Regions from separate parts of the Mus musculus genome. Here region 2 is linked to region 1. A link is a contact called in public Hi-C data. All regions are on one chromosome and are shown on one strand. Each heading gives the region's core, a stretch centred on a gene start, on an enhancer-like site or on the middle of the called end of the contact. The rest is flanking DNA. Distances are from core to core; before and after follow the strand shown. Region 1 overlaps Asic2 (acid-sensing (proton-gated) ion channel 2). Region 2 has its middle 120 kb from the start of 1700071K01Rik.

What was found. Hi-C and Micro-C count contacts between places; a contact is called where the count stands out from the background.
Region 2: a Hi-C map of uterus shows a contact between it and region 1, with 4 times the contacts expected there. The contact joins two enhancer-like sites. A contact is called at or near these places in 1 of 484 Hi-C or Micro-C datasets (uterus) and 1 of 115 datasets of contacts at active chromatin or transcription factors (large pre-B cells).

Annotation. Positions count from the first base shown.
Region 1 is chr11:80,947,271-80,952,470 of GRCm38.p6, reverse strand. The region is part of intron 3 of Asic2 (acid-sensing (proton-gated) ion channel 2); the gene reads left to right. Among named protein-coding and RNA genes, the nearest start is that of Gm51909, 52 kb to the right of the region's middle. Within about 2 kb of position 3,235, at least 22 of the 459 cell types and tissues checked have an H3K27ac peak or open chromatin away from gene starts, as enhancers often do. A contact at or near this core is called in uterus, where this site is marked.
Region 2 is chr11:81,446,381-81,451,580 of GRCm38.p6, reverse strand. It overlaps a transcript of Asic2 not described here. Among named protein-coding and RNA genes, the nearest start is that of 1700071K01Rik, 120 kb to the left of the region's middle. Within about 2 kb of position 2,145, at least 29 of the 459 cell types and tissues checked have an H3K27ac peak or open chromatin away from gene starts, as enhancers often do. A contact at or near this core is called in uterus, where this site is marked.

The sequences.
Region 1 (5,200 bases), core at 1,986-4,485:
CCATGCTTTCCAGATCAGGAGTCCTCAGGTTAGTCTAGCTACCTCAGATGCATGTGGAAGACAAATGAGATGCCGGCTTCTGGCTAGAACAGAGTGGGGTGCCAAAATGGCTTTCCCCAGAAATCAGGGGAAGTTGCTAAGTAAACACCTTCACCAATTCTCCAGAACCTTCTACTGACTTCCAAATCGCCTGTGCAAGAAACTCACTCTTTTGTTTCACTGAATGGTTGAGTTTTCTTTTTTCTCAGAATAGTCTAACACTCCTTTTTACTATTATTATTATTATTATTATTATTATTATTATTATTATTTTGCCTGTGAATCTTAAAACAAACTGCTGAGCCAGGTTTAATAGTCATTTGTATTAATAAGATTCAAAGTGGCCTACAAAAGAAAAAGCAGTCACTAACCCTCCCCACTTCAGAAGAGTGAAGGCTCTCTCTGTGAGCTTCCCACCCACCCTTTGATGTAGTCCTGGGCAAAGCCCCACCCAGCCAGCAGGATCTTCAGGAAAGCTGGAAGAGGGTTGGCACCATCCCTGCCTAAAGTAGGTTTTACTTTGTCAGAGAGGGAGATAGTCTCAGACTCTCAGGAGGGAGGCAGTCTCAAAGCAGAAAAGTGGAGAGGCGAGCAAGCACTGTTTCTCTCTCCAACTTCCTGGCATGTTTACTGTCTGGTTTTCCTGGAATAAAAGAGAGTCCTCAGCCAGATCACCCAAGACAGATTGCTGGAGGGGAGGCAGAGTAGAGTGTGGTCGGAGGCTCCGGTTGCCTTCTGTAAGAGCGAGAATTGGCTACAGAGCAGGCGATGTAGGCACACTACTTAGGCCAGCCTGCTATTAGAGTTTGTCATCTTTCACCTGATAATGATCACAGCTGTTCAGCCACATTACAAAGTGACATTCTGGGTTTAAAACGAGTTTTAGGCTCATTAATAAACCAGCTTTATTTTTTAAGTCCCTGAGGAAGCGTTAATGTTGTAGACTTGATGCATCCTCTGCTCTGTGCATACGCCTGGTCAGTTAATCAAGGCCAAGGTCAGCCTCCACGGTAGCGTGTGGCAGTGAGATGGTGGCTTTGGGGCAGGGGCATGGGTTCTGGGAGGTTATCCTGGTCTCTACAGACCCCAAAGACTGAGGTAAGTAGTAGTACTCCTGAGGGCAAAGAATGACTTCAGGTGGACAGCCAAGGGCCAAGTTTCAGGCTAAGGATGTGACAATCACGAAACGGGAGAATCTGGGTTGACCAGTATAGGTATGCAGACAGACAGACAGCCTGAGCGAGCCTGAAGCCTGAGCTCTTAGGCTCAGTGGGCTCCTGGATCCTGCCAAAAGTGAGCAAAGCCAGCTAGAGAGTGAAGGCCACATTTTCATCAGTAATTTTCTACTACAATAGAGCCAAGAGTTCAGGGTGAATGGCCGTCAGCTTGGATTTGTACTGAGATCACTGGGATTTAGAGGGATAACGGGGGAAGGTAATGGGAAGGATGTGAGCCGAGTCAGAGGAGTGAAAACTATAGATACCCAAGGAGGATGTGGTTCGTGTGAGAGGGTGTGGTCCATGTGAGAGGGTGTGCTGTGACAGGGTGTGGTCCATGTGAGAGGGTGTGGTCCTTGTGAAACCCATCAGGATGTGCTCTTGTTCCTTATGGAAGTGGGGTTCCTCTCCCCCTCTCCAAAGAGCCTGGGAGACTCACCTCCATCAATCCTCAGGTGTAGTTAAGGTGAAGGGTTCATTCTTTTGACAGCCTTTTCGGGGTGACCCTTTCAAGGGGGCCTAGAGTTGCACTAAGGATCTAGGTATAAGCTGTCAGAAACTATCAGTGTTAGTTCAGGCCCAGATGGAGAGTCAGTGAAGAAGCTGGAATGTCTGCGAGGAGAGCTCCATCAGCATTACTTTGTGTAGTGGGAGCAAGCCCATGCAGCTTCAAAGAACCAAGCATAGGTTAGATGCTATTGAGCTGTCATGGGATAGACCAATAGATATCATGGGTTAGACCAACAGATGTGTCAGGGAATTCTTGGGTGTTCAAGAGGATGGCTGTGACTTGTTCAAAGCAAGCCTGATCTTGTGGTTTGCTAGACATGCCCACCACAACTGTGACAACAGCCGTCCGGGTTCTACCCTACTCCGAGTACAGAGCAAGTGTACAGCGCTCCTCAGGGCATGAATCATAACTCCTCTCTCCCTGGCTGAAGAGGAGAGTATTCGTGGAGGCTGCCATTGTCAAGCAGACTGGCAAACATGGCTACTTCTCCCCTGCTCACCCTCTATCCGTGACATGGAAGGAAACTCTAGGCTGGGTGGGAAGTTGGAGCTGATGGTTCCTGAGAATCCTAAGGCAGTATTTCTCTTGACAAGATGAGACAGGGAGGCTCCCTGTGGTGAGCAGGATGAAGAAGAGAAACCTATTTGCAGTGTCCAAGGACAGAGTGGCTGTTTGTGCTGAAGGGGGGTTGGTGGCATTCATTTCAGTATTTCTCTGCTTATTATAACTAATAACAAGATATTTGTTAAACATTTTACAGTCTCCAATGCATTTCCACATCGTCTCATCTCATCATTTCATTCATATTAATAGAGGAATACAAAAACACATCCCAGAGCTAAATCTAATAATACATTATGTTTACATGTATAGAAAAGAGCGCATTCACAGGAAATAAGACTTGAAGGAAATAAGCCAAAATACCCACAGTGGGGCAATTATGAATGATTCATTTTCCTTACCAGCCTTTTGGTGTCTTTTATAACGCTGCTTTGTTTTGTTTATTTATTCAGCAAATATTTGTTGAGAGGCTACAGGAGGGGGGGCAACAGAGGGGGGGAGAGGTAACGTCCCAACAAAACCAGGCCTGATTGCTGCTCCCCTAGAAGCCACAGGTGGCTGTTTGTTTACTCCGTGGTTGACCCATCCACAGCTGCACATTTCCCGTTCCACCAGAGTGACTCTGGTGTTTAAATATGGGATCTCATGGATGGCATGAGTCACTTCTCTGTCTCATGTTGTCATTCCTGGAATGGGGTGTGTTTGGGGGACTAATTGCATCTCCCCCCGTGACAATGGAAAGTGATCCTCTTTCTTGATGATAATCGTGTAACTATCACCAAGTATGCGCAATCTGTGGCGCAACGCTAGAATATGGTGGCCACGTTGCTCTCAGGCCAAGATGCTGTTGTGTCAACACAGAGTCCAAGGAAGTGTGCCAGTAGGCCAGAGGTGACAAGGCAGCATGGGACAGAAAGTCCATTCCTGGAAGGTCAGTATGACTCATGCTGGAACAACTGACTCTAGCATAGGAGCCTAAGAGGCTCTTATGACTGGAATAAGCCAGTGCACTGAGTGAGAAACTTGCTCCTACAGTAAACCTGCTCTCACCCACGCATAATTACACACATGCTTTCTGTTTATTTTATTTTATTATTTATTTATATGGTAATCACAAAAGAACATGTCCTTGGGCTAAATACCAAAGCAAAGATTGTGTTTCTAAAGCTGCCTTTTCCTTAAACCCAATTAAACCAAGGTATGCCCCAGCCTGGAAAATGCTCCCTTGGGTATCCCAGCTCTCTATAAGCCCCTGCAATATCGCAGAGCCTCCACCATTACAGCAGGCAGTGCATCTATATTGTAGAAGTGGATGTAGACCCAGGTACTGAGTAAACCAACGTCAAAGTACCAAGCTATCAAACTGCCTCCAGCTCCAGCCTCAAGAGCAGGTGCTTTGACAACAACTTTAGGCCATCGCTAATGCTGGTATGACTGACAGTCAGGTTTTCCTAGGAGAGGGCTTTCGCCCTTCCTCTTTGCTTTGGTATTTAGCTGTGTTTCCAACATAAGGAAGGAAATCCCTTGAGGTTCACAAGAAACATTCTCCTCGTCTTCCAAACAGAAAGGCCCCGCTGCTGGGTGGGAGCTGCCTACCTCTGGCTTGTGACAGCTCTTCTCCAACTTCTGGATTCAACCTCCTAAGTGCCTTTCACAAGAGAAGGCTCATTTGTCAACCTGACAGCCAGCCCCGTAGTCCTGGTATCTGCTTCACAGTCCCCGTTAGAAGTGGAGGCTTGCCCAGTTGTTGTTCTTCTTCCTTGTTTTTCAAGGCAGTAGAGAAAATTTATTACACATGTCCTCAGTGACTTCCAAACCACCAAAGCTGGAGCCATATAAGGATGGCAGGATTCAGTTCCACCTCACTGAAGCCCTGGGAAAGTTCTAGAAACAGAGGCTGCTTGGTGTGTGGCTACTCCCTGTGCATCCTCAGGGTACAGTGTTTCCCACAAGTAGACCAAAAATAAGAATCAATTAAGCATCTACCAGCTTAGCTACTTAATCACTATTACCTTGCATCCCCCAAAGAAGAAATAGCTCTGGATTCTCCCCAAGCTTTGGACTTTTTTTTTCTATAAAATATGAGCTTGTTTTTCTCAAGGTGGTGTTAATAGCAAAGAATTCGGGAGGGGTGAGCACGATCTCCCCGAGGAATTTGTTGATTAGCTACAACGAGCTAGGCACCATGTCCAGCTGTGTTGGAAGACTCCCAAGAAGTCATATAAAATATGCCCATTTGTTATAGCTAAAATCACTTTTCGTGGGCCTCCGCCTCAGCCTTGCAGTCGCTTCCACTTCTTTTCTTCTTGTAGAAATCGCCTTGCTTGTTCGAGTAGATTCTTTCCCCTCCTTTTCCAGCCCAGTGTTCCTCTGACATGTTTCTTCATCAAGGTTGCCCATGAAATCTTTGACTAAGCCCTATCTTCATTAATAAGGATACCTACCACTGTGTGTGTGTGTATGTATGTGTAGGGTGTGTGTGTGTGTGTGTGTGGTGTTGTGGTGTTCTTGTGTGGCAGTCAGAGGTCAGTGTTGGATATCTTCCTCTGTGAGTGTCCACCTTATTTTTGGAGACAGGGTCTCTCACTGAGCCTGAGGCTCACTGATTGGCTGGGTGGGTAGGACAGTGTGCCCACACGATGCTCCTGTCTCTGCCTCCCAGTACTAGGACTACAAGCGTGGGCCGTAATGCGTAGCTTCTTACGTGGGTGTGGAGACTCTGAACTCTGATCCTTGTGCCTAAGCCATCTCTCTAGCCCCTACTCCTCAGTCTTTATCCCATCTTGGTTCTCATGAGGATGTTGATAGACGGCCATTCCTTCCTGAGATGCTTCTGAGCACTCTTGTTTTCCTTCTACCTCTTGGCCTTCTC
Region 2 (5,200 bases), core at 896-3,395, 500 kb before region 1:
GATACACACCTACCACAGCAACAACTCAGATCAATATGCAATCAGGATAAAATCCCACATGGGCAGACCCAGACTGTGAAATCCTACTAATAATCGTGACTCTTTTCTTGGAGTTTGTGAAGGCATCTGTTGAAATAAAAGTGGTCCTGGTGACAACTGGCCCATGGATTACCATGGCTTCTCCATCTTAACCCTTCAGTGTGGCTTCATTAGTTTAAAGTATTTTAAGCTGTACTATAGAATCCCAAGGCCAGAAGGACATGGAATAAATACATCTGAAGTAAGGAGAAGCTGTGGATAAGGACAGTTTGTAAATTACTTCATGCATTTGGGGTTTTGAGGAAGAAGAAGGGGAAGAGATAAACCAAGGGAAGCAAAACAAAGGTTACAAGCAGTGTATGACTGGGCAGTGCCAGGAGGCCAGGCTCTAAATGTTACCTGTTACCCTCTGTGTGGTCTTGTGGGACTTCTGTCCCCTCTTCTCTCTGCACGTAGGCTTTTCTTACCCACAATGTGAGGTAGGAAATGCACAGCTATAACTTCTGATTCTGGCTCCAGCCAGGGGCGGGGCCATTTGTCCCCATGATTACTGGAACCATAGCCACAAAGGTGTCATTTCTATTCACATAGAACTTTCTAGACTGTTAAACTTGCTTATGCTCATTGTCCCACCTGAGTTTCATGGAAAAGACAAAGCCTTGTCTACAGAAGGGAGGGACCATTCCACAGAGCAGGGACATGTGCTCTGTTCAGGGTATGAGAATCATCCCACATGCTCAGGTTTGGTTCCAGGCACCTGTTGGGGGTTGAAATGTGTGAGCTAGTGTAGCTTGGGGCTTCTGAGAAAGGGTCTTAGACCATGCAGTAAATGACAAAACCTCTCTGACCACCAGTGAAGGCATTTCAAGTCAGCCACTATGCATCTTGCCCCGAGCTACCCCATGAGCATCCTTTAAAGACTCACGAGATGTTCTTGAGGACATTGGGGACAACAAAGGAACATGTCCCAAGTGGTTTTCAAAGGACCAAGTGTGTTTGCTGGGTTGATGGGAAAGAGCAGAATCTGTTTGCCAACCTTGCCTTTAAACTCCCCGCTGTGTCTAGCTGGCCTTTCGAGTTTCAGTGCAGTCAGAATTACGTTATCTGCAGCCAGCTGCAGGGTCCCAGCTGTGTCCAAGACTAAGGTTGGAAGCTTCCAGAGCTCATCTCTGACCTTAGATAGACTTTGTTTATGGTCCTTTCAACTCTCTTTCCTTGTCTGTCAAATGGGTTGGCCCTAGAGGGAATTGTGCACTCCATGAGGATGAGCTCCATCTACGAAGGCCTCCAAGAGCATTAACCCATCTGCTCACACAAAGGATGGCTCGTGACCATGTATTCCGCATTGATATGGAGGAGGAAAAAAAGAGGAGAAAGGGGGATGCAGTGGAGAAGGGAGAAAGAAAATCAACCTGGAGGGAGAGTTACTATACAGCTCTTTAACACCTGCCTCGTGGGGTCTAGAAGTGTGCTAATTGTCTGATGAAGACACTGCAGGGGTGGGGTGGGACCTGTGAAATTCTTATATCATACACAACAATGATGGAGGCTCATGGTTGAATGGATACAAATTAGGAAGGAAAGACTAGGGTGGGGGTGGGGGGATGGATCATAAAAAAAGAAATGAAAGCAAATCTCTATACTCCCATCCCTACCTGCTTTCCTCCCCTCCTGTGTTATTTCAGAATTACTGTTTTCTCTGTGAAGTTTCCAGAAACTAAAAGGCACCCGTGCATGTAAACGAATCCTCTCTTTAATCCTCTACCATCTATTCCCTGAAATTTAAGTGAGAAAAAAACTGTTTCCTAACTGAATCCAGACCTGCACTCCACAAACAAAATAAATTATGTCACCAGGACATTTCATGCCTCTGGGTTGATGACTGGGGGAAGACAGGAGAGGAGAGGGATGAAGAGGTACCCCTCCCCCCCAGCCCTAAATAAAAAACAGGCATTCTAACAGACTCACGGCTGGCCAAAGTAGGGAGAAACTCAGAGCTCCAAGACTTGGTGCTTGGGTCTAAATTTAGAACCTATTTGTAGACAAGTTGGAGTGAGTTCAGAGAAAAGCCACCAAAACAATTAGAGGAATGCAGTTTAATTGGCCCAGCTTGGCTAAGCAACTGCTGAACAGGGAGCCTTACAGAGTCTGGAGCCAGAGGGAAGACATAAACAGTGTGTGTGTTTGGGGGGGGGGGCGGCTTAGCGTGCAGCACAAGAGGGCCTGGGACATAAATTGATCTCAGAGAAGATGGGACATAACTCAAGCCAGACTTGTGCATCCTGCGACGGGAGCCCCTTGGACTTGTAGAGCCACATAGTTAGGCCTCTCCATGGGCCATTACTCCTCAAGTGTTACTGATAACAATACAGTCTTATTTAATATAATATTTACAACTACCCTGCAAGGTAGGTGTGCTTATTCTGATTTATTTTTTGCAGGGAAAGAAATGAAGGCTTGGCAATGCTAAAGAACTTGTCCAGTCTCTTGGAAAATTAAGATTTTTAACTTTCGAACTGGTTGGTTAGTTTCAGAGTTTCAGACTCTCCTCTCTGAGAGATCTCACCTCCTGGTAGCTGTGGAAGGAAAGGAGAGAGAGAGAGAGAGAGAGAGAGAGAGAGAGAGAGAGAGAGAGAGAGAGAGAGAGAACAAACTAGTGAAAACTAGTGAGCTCTGGTAAGATTCCTAAGGCTGCTGTGTAGCTGTGTGCTACTGAAAGAGCAAATTAAAGCCAGACCCTGTCTTGTGTTTCATAAAGAGATAAGAGAAAGGGAATATGTTTGGTGGAGGTATAGTCAGGTTTGGAGGAAGGGGGTGCCTCTGCAGGCCCATGTTGAGGCATTCCTTTCCCCTCTGAAGGACTTCAGGGCATGGGGAAGGGAATTGAGGGAGTAGAGACAGAGAAAGGTGGGGAGACAGAGGAGGGAGAGACAGAGAGGAAGAGGGAAGGGGGAGGGGAAGGGAGAGGGGGAGGGAGAGGGAGAGGGGAAGGGGGAGGGGGAGGGAGAGGGGAAGGGGGAGGGAGAGGGGGAGGGGGAGGGAGAGGGGAAGGGGGAGGGGGAGGGAGAGGGGAAGGGGGAAGGGGAGGGAGAGGGGGAGGGGGAGGGGGAGGGAGAGGGGGAGGGAGAGGGAGAGGGAGAGGGGGAAGGAGAGGGAGAGGGAGAGGGAGAGGTAGAGGGAGAGGGAGAGGGGGAAGGAGAGGGAGAGGGAGAGGGAGAGGGAGAGGGAGAGGGAGAGGGAGAGGGGGGGGGAGAGGGGAATAGAGGCTGGCCATGAGCACAGGGTGGGGGAGGGAAATGGGGAGAGGGAGAGCAGGAGCAAGAGGACAGAGCAAGTGCAGAGGAGTGAGGAGAGGCAAGCAGCCCCTTTCACTGTGAGTCTGGCACACCTGGCTGTTGTCAGGTAACTGTGAGGTGGAACCTAGACTAAATGCCGACACCTTCCCTGTGAGCTCTGATCCTGGGTTGTGTCAGGGCTCCCATCCTTGGCCCTCCTCTGCTGGCTCCTAAGTCTGGCTAACCTCTCTGCATTTTCTCTGGACCCCATGACCTGCTGATGTCCCCTTTGTGGCATAGCTAGAAGAGAACTGACTATAGGTCAGAAAGACCTGTTTTTTAGTTACCACCTGGTTTGATATTTAGTGTGTGTGTGTGTGTATGTGTGTGTGTGTGTGTGTGTGTTTGTGCGTGCGTCCGCGCGCACGCTCATGTATGTATGTTTAGATCAGAGAACAACTTGTGGGAGTTGAGGAGTTGATGCTCTCCTGCCACCAAGTGGATTTCTTGGATTAAACCGAAGTCATCAGACTTGGTGGCAGATTGCCTTTACCCTCTGAGCCATCTCACTGGCTCTCAGTTTTACCTTTTCTAAAAGAAAGGTGTGGCCTCCAGCAAGGTACTTAATTTCTCCAGTTCTGATCTTCTTATCACTTAGACACAGTGAAGTCTGCCGTACAAGGTGGTTGTGGAAACAAGTGGGATCGATACCAAGTCCAGTGAACTTTGTAAATTTCAGGGTGCTCAGGAGAAAAGATCATTGTCAGGAGTGGGGCCTTAAATTGTATTTTAACTCAGTACAGACGAAGGTGAACCTCTCTGAGTTTCTGTCATTTTAGGCTTCTACCTGGCTTGTCCATTCCCAGTGCCCCTGGTGTGTTTGTTGTAGGAGCTGATCTGAAGCTGAGAGGGGACTGGCTGGCGAGTGCAACAGTGAGGACCAGTCTGCCATTGAAATCTAAAGAAATCACAGATCACAGTGTCCCTTGTCTGCATATGATAGAGAGCCAGCGCTGTGCACACATGGATCCAGAGGCACAGGAAACAAGTCTTACAAACTATTTAGGCAAAAGCACCTAACATTCAGCAAGATGCCTGGCATCCAAGGTGAAGTGGGACCTTGCTGATGGGGCAGAGCCCAGGAACAGGGACTTGACTGGGTGAGACTGAGAATGGCAACCAGCACTAGCAAGTGCAGGGCTTCTGGCACCGCTGGGAGGTAGGATACTTGTCTAACATGTGGGAAGTTCCAAATTCAACCCCCAGCTCAGGAGAGGGAAAACCAAAAAAATGGAAACAACAGGTGTCTACAGCACCTAGAGAGGCCTTGAAATCTCAGTCTGGGGCAAGAGAACAGAGCCCACTGTGGATGAAGCCAGGAGGTTATGTGAGGAAGCAGGCAATTCTGAGGATAATGGAGATTGTGGACACAGATGTGATGAGGTACAGAGAGAGCTTGAGTCAAAACGTCCTGGGTTCATTCTGCCTTACTGCATTGACCCTCCCCCGTGGGCTTTCCAGCCCCATATGCAGATTAAACTAGAGCCAACACTTACCAAGTATCTGTATGTAGCTTGTCACTTTACAAGGCCAGTCTTCTGCTCTTCAATGCAGTTGATTTTGGAGTCACCCTGATTCCTGTCACCATTTCACTATGACTCAGAGGTCAAAGATGACTACAAACCCAGCTTGCTAGTTCTGGGGTGTGTCTCACCCCTTGGCCAATGAATTCTGCAGCATTTTCAGAATCACCTCAAGTGACAGTTTCTGGGGCCCTTTATAAAAACCACAGAAAACTCATGATGAGCTGGTCTTCACAAACAACTCAGAAAAAAAAAAAAAAAAGACATGGTCATGCTACCCAGGAAACAGAAAGACAATCAAGT